3 separate regions of the Mus musculus genome follow, and all the other regions are linked to region 3. The links are chromatin contacts, called in public Hi-C maps. All regions are on one chromosome and are shown on one strand. Each heading gives the region's core, a stretch centred on a gene start, on an enhancer-like site or on the middle of the called end of the contact. The rest is flanking DNA. Distances are from core to core; before and after follow the strand shown.

What was found. A called contact is a pair of places that touch in the nucleus more often than the background predicts.
Region 1: a contact with region 3 is called in a Hi-C map of muscle stem cells, with 2.2 times the contacts expected there. The contact joins two enhancer-like sites. A contact is called at or near these places in 1 of 15 datasets of contacts at CTCF or cohesin (the NIH/3T3 cell line), 7 of 484 Hi-C or Micro-C datasets (the C2C12 cell line, muscle stem cells, nephron progenitors and 2 more), 2 of 115 datasets of contacts at active chromatin or transcription factors (embryonic fibroblasts and fibro-adipogenic progenitors) and 1 of 9 other capture datasets (embryonic stem cells).
Region 2: a Hi-C map of the C2C12 cell line shows a contact between it and region 3, with 3 times the contacts expected there. The contact joins two enhancer-like sites. A contact is called at or near these places in 7 of 484 Hi-C or Micro-C datasets (the C2C12 cell line, cortical neurons, myocytes and 1 more), 1 of 115 datasets of contacts at active chromatin or transcription factors (bone marrow-derived dendritic cells) and 1 of 9 other capture datasets (embryonic stem cells).

The regions. Positions count from the first base shown.
Region 1 is chr13:60,067,435-60,071,254 of GRCm38.p6, forward strand. The region is part of intron 1 of A530065N20Rik (RIKEN cDNA A530046M15 gene); the gene reads left to right. Among named protein-coding and RNA genes, the nearest start is that of Gm35193, 24 kb to the left of the region's middle. Within about 2 kb of position 2,042, at least 39 of the 459 cell types and tissues checked have an H3K27ac peak or open chromatin away from gene starts, as enhancers often do. A contact at or near this core is called in muscle stem cells, where this site is marked.
Region 2 is chr13:60,010,850-60,014,599 of GRCm38.p6, forward strand. No RefSeq gene overlaps it. Among named protein-coding and RNA genes, the nearest start is that of A530065N20Rik, 17 kb to the right of the region's middle. Within about 2 kb of position 1,657, at least 36 of the 459 cell types and tissues checked have an H3K27ac peak or open chromatin away from gene starts, as enhancers often do. A contact at or near this core is called in the C2C12 cell line and myocytes, where this site is marked.
Region 3 is chr13:59,854,954-59,858,351 of GRCm38.p6, forward strand. No RefSeq gene overlaps it. Among named protein-coding and RNA genes, the nearest start is that of Tut7, 34 kb to the left of the region's middle. Within about 2 kb of position 1,953, at least 33 of the 459 cell types and tissues checked have an H3K27ac peak or open chromatin away from gene starts, as enhancers often do. A contact at or near this core is called in the C2C12 cell line, muscle stem cells and myocytes, where this site is marked.

The DNA.
Region 1 (3,820 bases), core at 792-3,291, 210 kb after region 3:
CACACAGACCCGTGCACAGCCTCACACACGTGTGCACATCAGGAGCACCTCCAGAAAGACTGGAAACATTCTTAGCTTCAGCCGTCACACCCATGCTGCCTGGACCTTGTCCTTCTTATGGGTGTGTCCTTTGGCCTGAACCTCCCATCTCACCAGTGGACCCTGGTAACCATGCTGCTGCTCTCTGTTTGTATGATTGGCAGGTTGTAAAGATTCCACATCTAAATCAGCGATGCTCCCTACATTCAGCATCGGTCACTTGCGCTCACGCCCGTCCTGGTAGCAAGATCTTAAGATCTTGTTTTCTTATACACACACACACACACACACACACACACACACACACACACAGACACACACACATGCCTCACACTTCCTTGTATTCTCAGTGTCTCTGGCTGCAGCCTCCAGTACTGCTGATGGTGGTGTACCAGTGTGGGGCTTTGGTCCAGTGGAAGAAGGTTATGTCATCAGGGGCTTGTCCTTGAAGATGATACTGGAGCCTCAGACACCCCCCCCCCCTTGTTCTGCTTCCTGGCTGCCACAAGTTGAGCATCCCCCAGCTCTTTTCCACAATAAGTTCTTTCTCACCACAAGACTCCAGAACAGTGGAGCCAAGTGACTGTGTCTTGAAGTCAAAGGAACTAGGTGCCGAATTGATCTTTTCTCCCCACAGGCTGACCTCCTCAGGCATTTTGTCACCTGAACTGAAAGCTGGCTGATGCAGTGACGGCGGTTCTATGACATCCATGGGACATGCTGATCCCTCTTTCTGTCTGTGGGTGCTCAGAGGAGGGTACGATGTGCTGTGCTCTTTAGTTTTACATTTGCTTATGTTGGGAGCCTCCAAACTGTTTTGCACAGTGAACTCATTCATAGGAATTTCAGCCACATTGCAATGTCTTCATTAACCTATAAACCCAAAGGAGTTCAAGTGTACATTTGGCACAGTGAAGAGAGAGCTTACGCTGGTGGCTATTGAGATGACATTGACCCAACCTTTGGAGCCCGTTTCTAGCCTTCATGTGCATATGAAAAACATTTCCTCTCTTCCTAGTCCCAAAGACACCCAACAGAGTGTGGCAGAAGAGGGGCAACTGCTCTGGGAGGTAGAGGGGTGTCATAGAGGGGTGTCATAGTAGGGTTGCCATGGGATCGGGTCACATTTGCTGAGCCTCTTCGTGGGCCATAGTAAGTTTGCATGATGTGGGAAGCAGCCAGGTTGGTCCAACTGAGGAGATGCTTGCAGGTATCTGCAGGCTGTCAACCTGCAGAGTGGATCATCCAAAGGACGTTTCTGCAGGCAGGACTCAGACCTTCAGACCTCCACCTTTGACTTAGAGAGCAGGAGTGTGTGTGTGTGTGTGTGTGTGTGTGTGTGTGTGTGTGAGAGAGAGAGAGAGAGAGAGAGAGAGAGAGAGACTGTGAACTTACATGAAGCTATATGTACTTTGGAACTGAGACACCCCCTCCCCAATTTAAAACATCTCTCAACGAGATGACCCTGCCCAGCTATGTTGTCCATAGCCTTGAGTCCATTTTTTGACATAGTAGAGATAAGGAAGGTATGTGCCAGTCCCAAATGAAAAAAGTCAGGAACAGTGCTACATTAAGGAGGTGGGGGGGGGGTAATACCCCTAAAATCTAGGGGGAAAGTGTAGCGTGAAATTAAAGGCAAACTTGCCTATGATCCTGTTTCCCCATCTGAGCCTGGGAGATAAAAAGTGTAATAAATTCACTCATGTACACTCACTTTAAATATCAGAGCAGATCGGCAGTCTCACTGATGTGTGGTCAGACTTTGAAGTCTATCTGAGCTCCCTGGAATTCGCCCAGCCACTTTCCAGACCATGTAATCCATTGCAGATCCGGCCGCGTTATGCATTCCAGATGGTCACTGTCACTCTTCGTGGGTTCTCTCCCCTCTTTAGGTTACTGGGGTAATTGGGGAATAAGGAACGCATGCCCCAAAGTGAAAAGTGACATACCGTCACTGCCCTGCGTGGGCACCAGAGAGCCAAGAGAGTTAAACACTGTGCCTGGATGGAAGCATGGGGAGAGGGCAAGGAGGGAAAGGCCTCCAGGGTTCAGCTTGCAGCTTGCTAAGCCAGGAGGCTCCAGTGAGCTGGGAGAGCCAGCATTGCCTCAGGTCTGGGAAAGCAGAGCAGAAGCCCTAGCTCTCTTCCTTCTCTGGGTCTTACGGCCAACAAACCATTTCCTTGACTCTCAGATCAAGTGACCCAGTGATTGGGCCTCAGAGTCAGCATAATTATAACTAGAGGGAGCACTGGTTATCTTTACAGCTGGATAAGGGGAAAAGCTTTTACACGTCAGAAACATCCTCTACCTAACCTGTAAGGAGAGTCTAGGAAGCTGGAGAGCTGGGTACATGCTCACTAAGTTGAATTTATCTTTCTGTTTAATTTGAGGAAAAAAAAAGTCTCATGTAGCCCAAGCTGGACTCAAACTTGCTCTGTAGCCGAGGGTGGCCTTGAACTTCTGATCTTCTTGCCTCTACCTCTTGAGTGCTGAGGTTCCAGACAGGTGCTCTGTGGCCTTTTTATTCAGTACTGGGGATCAAATCCGGGGCTTGGTGCATTCTACCAATTGAGCTACACTCTTCCCCAGGCCCGGGCTTGCTTGATTTAATTCATTGTGAAAGGCTGCCAAGTGTCTTTTAACCCTCATGTTTGTGGTGATTGGACTCTCTAGTTCCTCACACAAAGTCAACATATGTGGTTAATAGGCAAAAAAAAAAAATGGTCACCAAAGGGACTGGTTTTTTTTTTTTTTGTATCCCTTCCTCCCCTGCCTGGTCCAGCTTGCCTGATTGAGTTATGTGGTGGCCTGTGTCTGTGACTGAATGTGCCTTTGAGTTACATTGATGTTTGATTCAGATTTATGAATGAAGTGAAATAACAGCACAGTGTGTATGTGAGCATGTGGGTACATGTGCATGTATGTGTACACATGTATACATGTGTGCACATGTATATACATGAATGTAGACCTCAGATAACCTCCTTTCTACCCAAGGAGGCAGTCATTCCAAAAAAATAACACCAGGGCTATGTAAAGTAGATCTCTCCTGCTAATGCTATGTATAGTTTTTCCCTTTTGTTTTTAAAGATTTATTTGCTTTGTGTGTGTGTGTGTGTGTGTGTGTGTGTGTGTGTGTGTGTGTGTATGTGTGTGTATATGCCACATATGTGGAAAAGTCCATAGCAGAGAGTAGACAGCATTGAATCCCATGTGGCCTCTAGAAGAGCAGGCAGCACTCTTACTCTGAAGAGCCAGATCCCTAGTTCTTCGTTGTCTTTTGAGACAAGGTTTCACTATGAAGCCCCGGCTGCACATGAATTCATGATTCCCCTACCCCCACCCCTGTCTTAGCCTTTGGAGGTCTAGAATTACAGACGTCATGTAGTATCATCCTTAGGTGAGAGAGGACATGTGTATGTGAGCATGTGGGTGCATGTGCATGTATGTATACACATGTATACATGTGTGTACATGCATATACATGCATGTAGAGCTCAGATAACCACATCCAATGTCATCTTTAAATGCTACCTTGCCTACTTTTCTTTTTTAAATTGAGGCAAAGCTGAGAACTCACCCAACTAAAAACTAGGAGGTCAGGCTGGTTGGCCAGAGAGAAGGTCTGAGTGGTATGCCCCGCAAGGACTGGGATTACAAGATCACAACACCTCACCCGACATTTTTGTTTTTGCTTTTCTTTTATGTAGGCTCTGAGGTCAAATGCAGATCCTCGGGCTCTATCACTGAGTTCTACTCCAACCCTATACTTTCTCCATTA
Region 2 (3,750 bases), core at 407-2,906, 160 kb after region 3:
AGCTTACAGCTAAAACAACAGTGTTCAAGGAATACCTTGTGCTGCCACGGACAACTGCTGAGGGTCAAGACACAGCTTGGGGTATAGCTCAGTGGTAGCGTACTCACCTTGCACACAGGAGGCTTGGGTTCAATCTCCAGCACTACAAAACAAAACCTATGTGGAAGGCAGACAGGGAAGAGAGCAAGGGGCTGAACGGCTGGTGATTTCCGTTTCAAGATCTTGCAAATAAGAACAAGAAAATGGGACTGGAAGTAGAGATCATTTCCTGCTAGATACTTCTGTGATCTAGAGTTTCATCTTCCTTAGAAATGGTGAGACACGGAAGACAAAGAGCATCACACATTTTTTAAAAAGTGATTTATTTTTAACTACGTATGCATGTGCATCTGTGTGGGTTTATCCACATGAGTGCAGCTGTCTGCAGAGGCCAAAAGAGGTCATTGGATCTCCTGGAACTGGAGATACAGAGTGAGGGTCCTCTGGGAGAGGACCACATGCTCTGAGCCACTGAGCTGAGTCTCCAGCTCCAGCATCACATTTGCTTGGTTCAGATTCACAAGTTGTAAAATGTTAAAATGTTTCTTTATTTACTTTTTTCTCAAAGAGCTGAGAATTGGCCTAGGGCCCCTGAGAGGGCTACACAAATATTTATCACTGAACTATACCCTCAGCTCTTTGTTGTGTTATAGTTAGTGCATGTCATAATACATGCATGTGTTTTTGGTGCGTGGTATGGTGTTGGAGGTCTGTGTAGGGATCGGTGTCCAGTGTATGGATCAGTTCACATAGTTGTTCATTTGTGGTATGAATGCTTGCAGCATTTGCCTTTCCAGATACTCAGGAATAGTCAATGGAATATTGTCAGCCATTGTCACCCTGCTGTGCGATACAAATCAAATTCGTAAGATCTGCCTGCCATTTTATTTTGTACTCTCTGACCACTCTTTTTCTGTCCCCTTACCCACTTCCCCACCCCTCTTCTGCTTCTGACAGCCACTGTGTTATTCAGCTTCTTCAGATCACCATGTAAATAAGATCATACTTTTTTTTTCTTTTAATCTGTCACTTAAAGGGAAGGGACTCCCCAAATCTAACTGATTTGCTCAAATCTTCCAGGGAGTGACCTCTTTTTCCATTACTGTTCATACTCCCTAGCCATAGCTTGGGAAATCAGGGCCTAGATTCTTAGCAGTGTTAAATTCTAAGACTACTTGGCAATGAAAACCCGATCTGAAGGAGTCAGAAGTTTGGATTTGAGTCTGGGCCTGCTGCCTTCCAAACAGGTGACCTTGAAGAAGCAACTGCCCCTTTGTGGTTAAGACTGAAAAAAAATTGGTTCCGATGATCTCCAAGCTCCAGCTATCAGACCCTGTGATATCCTTTACCGAGCCAGGAAGTTATGCTCACATCTTTCTCTCAATGTAATTCAGTCCAGTGTGGGGGAGCAGCAACAGACAGAAACAACTTCTGTTATCCCCCTTCTATCCCACGAGTCAGCACCAATTCCGTGCCAACCGTGTCCTTCTGTAAAGGATAGAGATCTAACCCACCAGGCTTCACCCGTCCTCATGAAACACGGAACAGAGGAGAATAGAGAAGGGTGCGGGGAGGGAAGGAGGAAGGGAGGGAGAGAAACAGAGGGGGAGAGATTATGTATTCACACTGAGCAAACCAAGCTTGTCTCATTCCTGGGCCCTGTGAACAGCTGTGGCCACAGCTGAAATATTCAACCCTACCAAATGACGACTTTCCCAACTCGGCCCCTCGCGTGCACCAGTGAAGTCACCAGCCGCTCAGTTTCCCAGCTTAGTAATGTGCGGGTCAAAGCCAAAGACATATTAAGAACAGATGGCCCAAGCTGACAGGGACAACTGCTCCAAAATATACTCATGGGGTGTGAGCTCTAATGCAAACAGGGGTAGGATGCTCCTCAGAGCATGCTAAACGTGCCTTTGGCTCTTTCCAACTCTCCACTGTTCCACTAGCATGTGACTGAGACTGTTGTGTTCCTCCACTTTGCTAATTACTGACCCCCCCAGAGAGCTGATCCAGAATGGTATCGAAAGATGGGGTCCCCAGGACCCTTGGAAACGAAGAGCATGATTCAGGTTGGCTTTCATTACCTATTCACTCGGTCAGTGACAAGTTGTTTAGAAGCCAATGACAAGCACCCCTAGTACCTACAGCAGTGTCATGCACTCTCACAGTCCTTCAAATGTTTACTGAGAATCTTCTATGAGCCATTATCTCAAAGACGGGCCTGTCTAATCTCTAAGAAGAACACATGCAACAAATCCAACCTCCTAGTTGACTTACCCCTCACTTTTGTAACACGGGAGTGTTTTATATCATATTCTTCAAATTTTTAAATGTTGCGTTGCCCACACAGCCGAAGTCTGTGCAATACAGACTGTGTCTAATCCAGAGAGCCTTGGTTAGCTGTTTTATGCTGAGACTCAATTAGTCACAGCATAGGGAGGTAGGTGATATCCAGAGCCAAAGCTGGGTCTTGCTATCATTCTCAAGAGGTTATGGGTACTTGGGGCCTTTGAAACAGGTACAGCTTTGTTATGGGTAGGCAGCGCTTAGATTAGAAGGTTTCCAGAGTGAATATCCAGGAGGAGGATGAATGGAGGGTCGCTCATATCACAGCAGGCTCCTTTGTGTGCACTGCTTGTAGAGGCAATCCTTGTGAGTAATTCCAGGCTTGAAGAAAGGGTTTGTGGGATAAAGTCTGACCCGTGGAAGGCTGCACTTCAGCGCCTACCTGTTGGAGGAGGGGCAAATACAGAGTTGGTCCTCTGCATCAATAGGTTCCACGTTCTCAGGTTCAGTCAAGCATGCATGACAATATTCCAAAAGATCAGGTCTGTACCAAGCATACCCACACACCCTTGTGATGATTCACTGAGCAATGCAGTGGCTGCTTACATAGTCTTTGCATGGTATTAGGCATTAGAAGTAACCTTGGGACCATGACAAGTCTGTGGAGGATGTATATAGGTTGCGTGAAGAAGCCAGAAGCTTCTCTGAGTGTGTCCAGCTGGACTGGGCAGGATATGCATAGGTTAAGAGAAGATTGGTAGCTGCCCTTCCTTGCTGCTGCTCAGAGCTGTGTTCCACTGTCTGCGGTTTCCACTTGTCCTTCTTTATAGCTCTGCATGGACTATGGATGTCTTGAAGTCAAGAGTCAGAGTTTTAGATCAGTGCCAATGTTTTCTGCAGTGAGCACTGTTGAGTAGGTTTCTCAGGAAGGTGGGTTTCATTAAATAAAAGATCTTTGCACTGGGCCTCTGATCCCAATTGCAAGCTCAGCTGGGTAGTAGGGTAGTGATCCCCTCCATTATTGTTCATCAGACTCTAGAAACTTCTTCTTCAGCACAGGGTGTGGCCGAGAGACCCAGGCCTGTAGTGTGGAGAACACAGCCAGCTGGATGAACAATGCTTATGTTTTGAAAGCACTGTGTCCTCTGTAGGATAATGTGGGCTTTGCGAAAACTCCATGCCCAGGCTCTCCAGGGGGCGAGAGACTTGGACACTGCTTTCTCCCTAGAAGGCTTCAGAGTCAGACTGATGGCTCCAACCCAGCCTGCACCTCCCAGATCCCTCCCAAGGTACCTCTAGCAGACCCAGATGGGAAGTGTCAGACCATCACAGAAACACACCAGCATACGCTGAGAAGTCTACGTTCCCATACGACAAGAGTTGCTCTTGTGTTCTTTAAGACACAGATTCACTCAAAAATAT
Region 3 (3,398 bases), core at 703-3,202:
CTTGGCGAGTAGTCTCTTAGATGAGCTGCGCTCCTAACCCCCATTTTTCTTCTTTTAAGCTAGGCATGTGGGCGCATGCACGTAACTCTTTTCATTTGCAAGGAGAGGCTGGAGAATTACAAGCTTAAGGTAACCTAGGCTACATGATAGTTCTCAAAATACGCACAGGGTTCTTTAAAAATAGTGGGCAATAATTGGCAGCGAAACCTCGTGGACTATCCAAATAAGGCTGGTTATTAATCTAGAGATGAGTATCATCTCTACCCATTCTCCCGCCCCCTGTCATCTTGAGTCCAGGTAGTGTTGCTTATACAACATGTGTTTAGAGCTTACCACTCAGGCCTGGGTAACCAACCTATTAGGAGGCTTGTTCCTCCTCCTGCAGCCATTGATCATCTTCAGCTTTTCACCTAGGGGCGGGGCCCTGTGAAATCCCCCCACCTATGCTCATGGTCAGTGTTGAGGTCTTGTTAGGATGACCATACTGTTGTCATTTCGTGGACACAGCATTCCTGCCCTGTCTGGAAGAAAGGACCTCACAGCAGGCTTCCTGGACCTTGGGCTCTTGCAGTCTCTCCCTCTTCTCTTGCTTGCTATTCTTTAAGCTTCCGGTTTAGGGTTGTGCTGTAGATGGACCGAATGGGGTTGGTCACCCAGAGTTCGCTCCGTCTCAGCCTTTAACCAGCTGGGCATCTCTGCTGTAGTCTCCATCTGGTGCAAAAAGAAGCATCTTCGATGAGGAATGAGAGGCAGACTTAAGTGTGAGTGTAAGTACTTAGAACACAGTTTGAAGCTGCATCCATGACTGGCAAGATGGCTCAGTGGGTAAGAGCGCTTGCTGACTGCTTCTTCCTGAGTTCAAATCCCAGCAACCACCTAAATGAGATCTGACACCCTCTTCTGGTGCGTCTAAGTCAGCTACATGTACTTATGTATAATAATAAATAAATCTTTGAACTGGAGCAAGCAGAGATCCTAAAAATTCAATTCCCAACAACCACATGAAGACTCACAACCATCTGTACAGCTACAGTGTATCACATACATTAAATAAATAAATCTGAAGAAGAAGAAGAAGAAGAAGAAGAAGAAGAAGAAGAAGAAGAAGAAGAAGAAGAAGAAGAAGAAGAAGAAGCAGCTGCAGCCATCTAGAAAAACAGCTTACAGCACCAGGCAAGGGTTCCCTCTTGTTGAGTAGGCTTTAAGTCTTATGAGACGGCAGTTGGTATATTAATGCCACAATCACACCGTTTGGGAGTATCTTGCCATGCCGGTCACGGTCATTGCTATCATGACTTGCAAAAACCCAAATCATAGTCCTGAATAGTCTCTTAAATGCTCCAGGATGTACGTTCTCTGCATCAAACAAAACAAAACAAACCAAAACAAGCTTCCCTCAAACTTCCCCCAAATCTAAAAGAAATGAGCAGCAATTCCCACATGAACCATACAGAAGCTGCGCCTTTCCGTCCTTAGGGAAAAGGTGAGTGCAGAGACTGAGGTGCCGCGCCGTCCTCCTCTGCATGGCCGGTAGAGGGAGCAGCTCACCAACCCTTGATTTCTGGCCCTGATGCTAAGTGGATAGAAGACTCACCCCTCAAACGTCCCAGAACACAGACTTCTAGAGACAAAATAGTCTAGGACTATGATTTGGGTTTTTGCAAGTCATGATTTTCCGTTAAGTTATTCACAGAGTTCTAGAATTACCTTATTATAGTTGGACAGTGTTTGAGGGCGCAGCCTAAACATTGTCCTTCCGTTTCGCCTCCCTTAGAAAAAGTCATTTGAGCATTTCATCCCAAGTCCACAAAAATCTGGCCTGGGTGCTTACCCCAACAATTGGGTTAGATTCTCAGGGTCCAAGATCACTTGTGCAAGGTTGGGTTGAACTTTTTTTTCTCTTTCCTAATCCTTGAGCCTTTGATGTGGCGGTGGAGTGGGAACTGGGCCGAGTTCTTCCTCCCTGACTCATCAGCTCCCAGCTTGGGTGTCTCCAGCGTACTCCATGCTGCGTCTCTTGCTGACTTTGTTGGGACAGCACCTATCTTATGCTATCCCAGTTCACTCTCCCACCTTACTCTTCACTGGCAACCCGGCTATGACCAAATCGCCGCCGCTCGCTCTGCCTCATCTCAGGGCCATTTGCTTATTCTCTCTCCAGTCTGTCATGCACTTCCGGTTCCAGTCACAGGCTTATGCAGGGCTGCATTGCTTCTTTCTTGGAAATCCACGCTTTAGTGCGTCCCAGCCCCTCTTTGCAAGCACTTCTAGCAGTCTTGTGGTACCTCTTCTATTTTCCCTGTCTTTTAAAAATATTTATTTTAATTTAATGTGTGTGAATGTTTGGCTGTATGTTTATATGTACACCACATGCATGGAATATCCAAGGAGGCCAGGAGAGGGTGTTGGGTCCCCTGGAGCTGTAGTTACAGGCAGCTGTGAGCCAGTCAGCGTGAGGGTTGGGATCAAAGTCACGCACCACCACACGTGGGCTTCTTTTTCAATTATTATTATTATTTTTTAATCACCCACTAGTCTGGTTAGTGCTGTTTATACATTCATGAATGTAGAACTATACACTGGACCATTGGAAACCTATCGGTAGCCATAAAGGATCTTTTTCCCTCTTCAAGAAACTTCTGTTGCCAAACTCACTAAGAGCTCAGCTTCACTAAGGGGTGGGGTCTCACTAAGGGGTGGGGTCTCACTAAGGGGTGGGATCCATTAAGGGGTGGGGCTTCAGGAAAAGGTAGGACCTTAGCAAAAGGTGGGGCCCAGAGACCATCTGCTCCATCTGTGCTTGAGATTTTTTTTTTCTGGCTTGATCTTGTATAGGTCTTATGCAGGAAGCCACAGTTACTGTGAGCTCATGATTTTGATAGCCCTATTGTGTCCTGAAGACAATATTCCATGACACTCGTCTCATCCTCTGGATCTTACATTCTTTCTGCCTTCGCCTCTGTGACGGTTTGTGAACCTCAGTCGGGGAGGAGTTTGATCCCACTCAGGGCTGAGTTCTCTATCTCTAGATCCAGTACTACGACCAGTTATGTGTCTCTGCGTTGACTGCTGCCCACTGCAAACAGAAGCAAGATTCTGTGACCAAGAATAGAGCAGCTCAGATCTGTGGGTATAAACATAAGTATTTAGTAGGAAATCTGACAGCATGACCATCAGGCAGAATAACAATAGCTGGCTCCACCCTAGGCTCTTTGACTTCCTCAGTTTTTGACTGGTATTATAGTATTAGGCATGACATTGCCTCCCGTGGATGGGCCTCAAATCTAATCAGAAACTGGATAGTTACCCCATAACATCTGCACTATCATGCATGACTATCATGGCAGTGGGCACCTGTTTCTCTGCATGTCCATATTGTAGCATTTAAGGTCCATGCT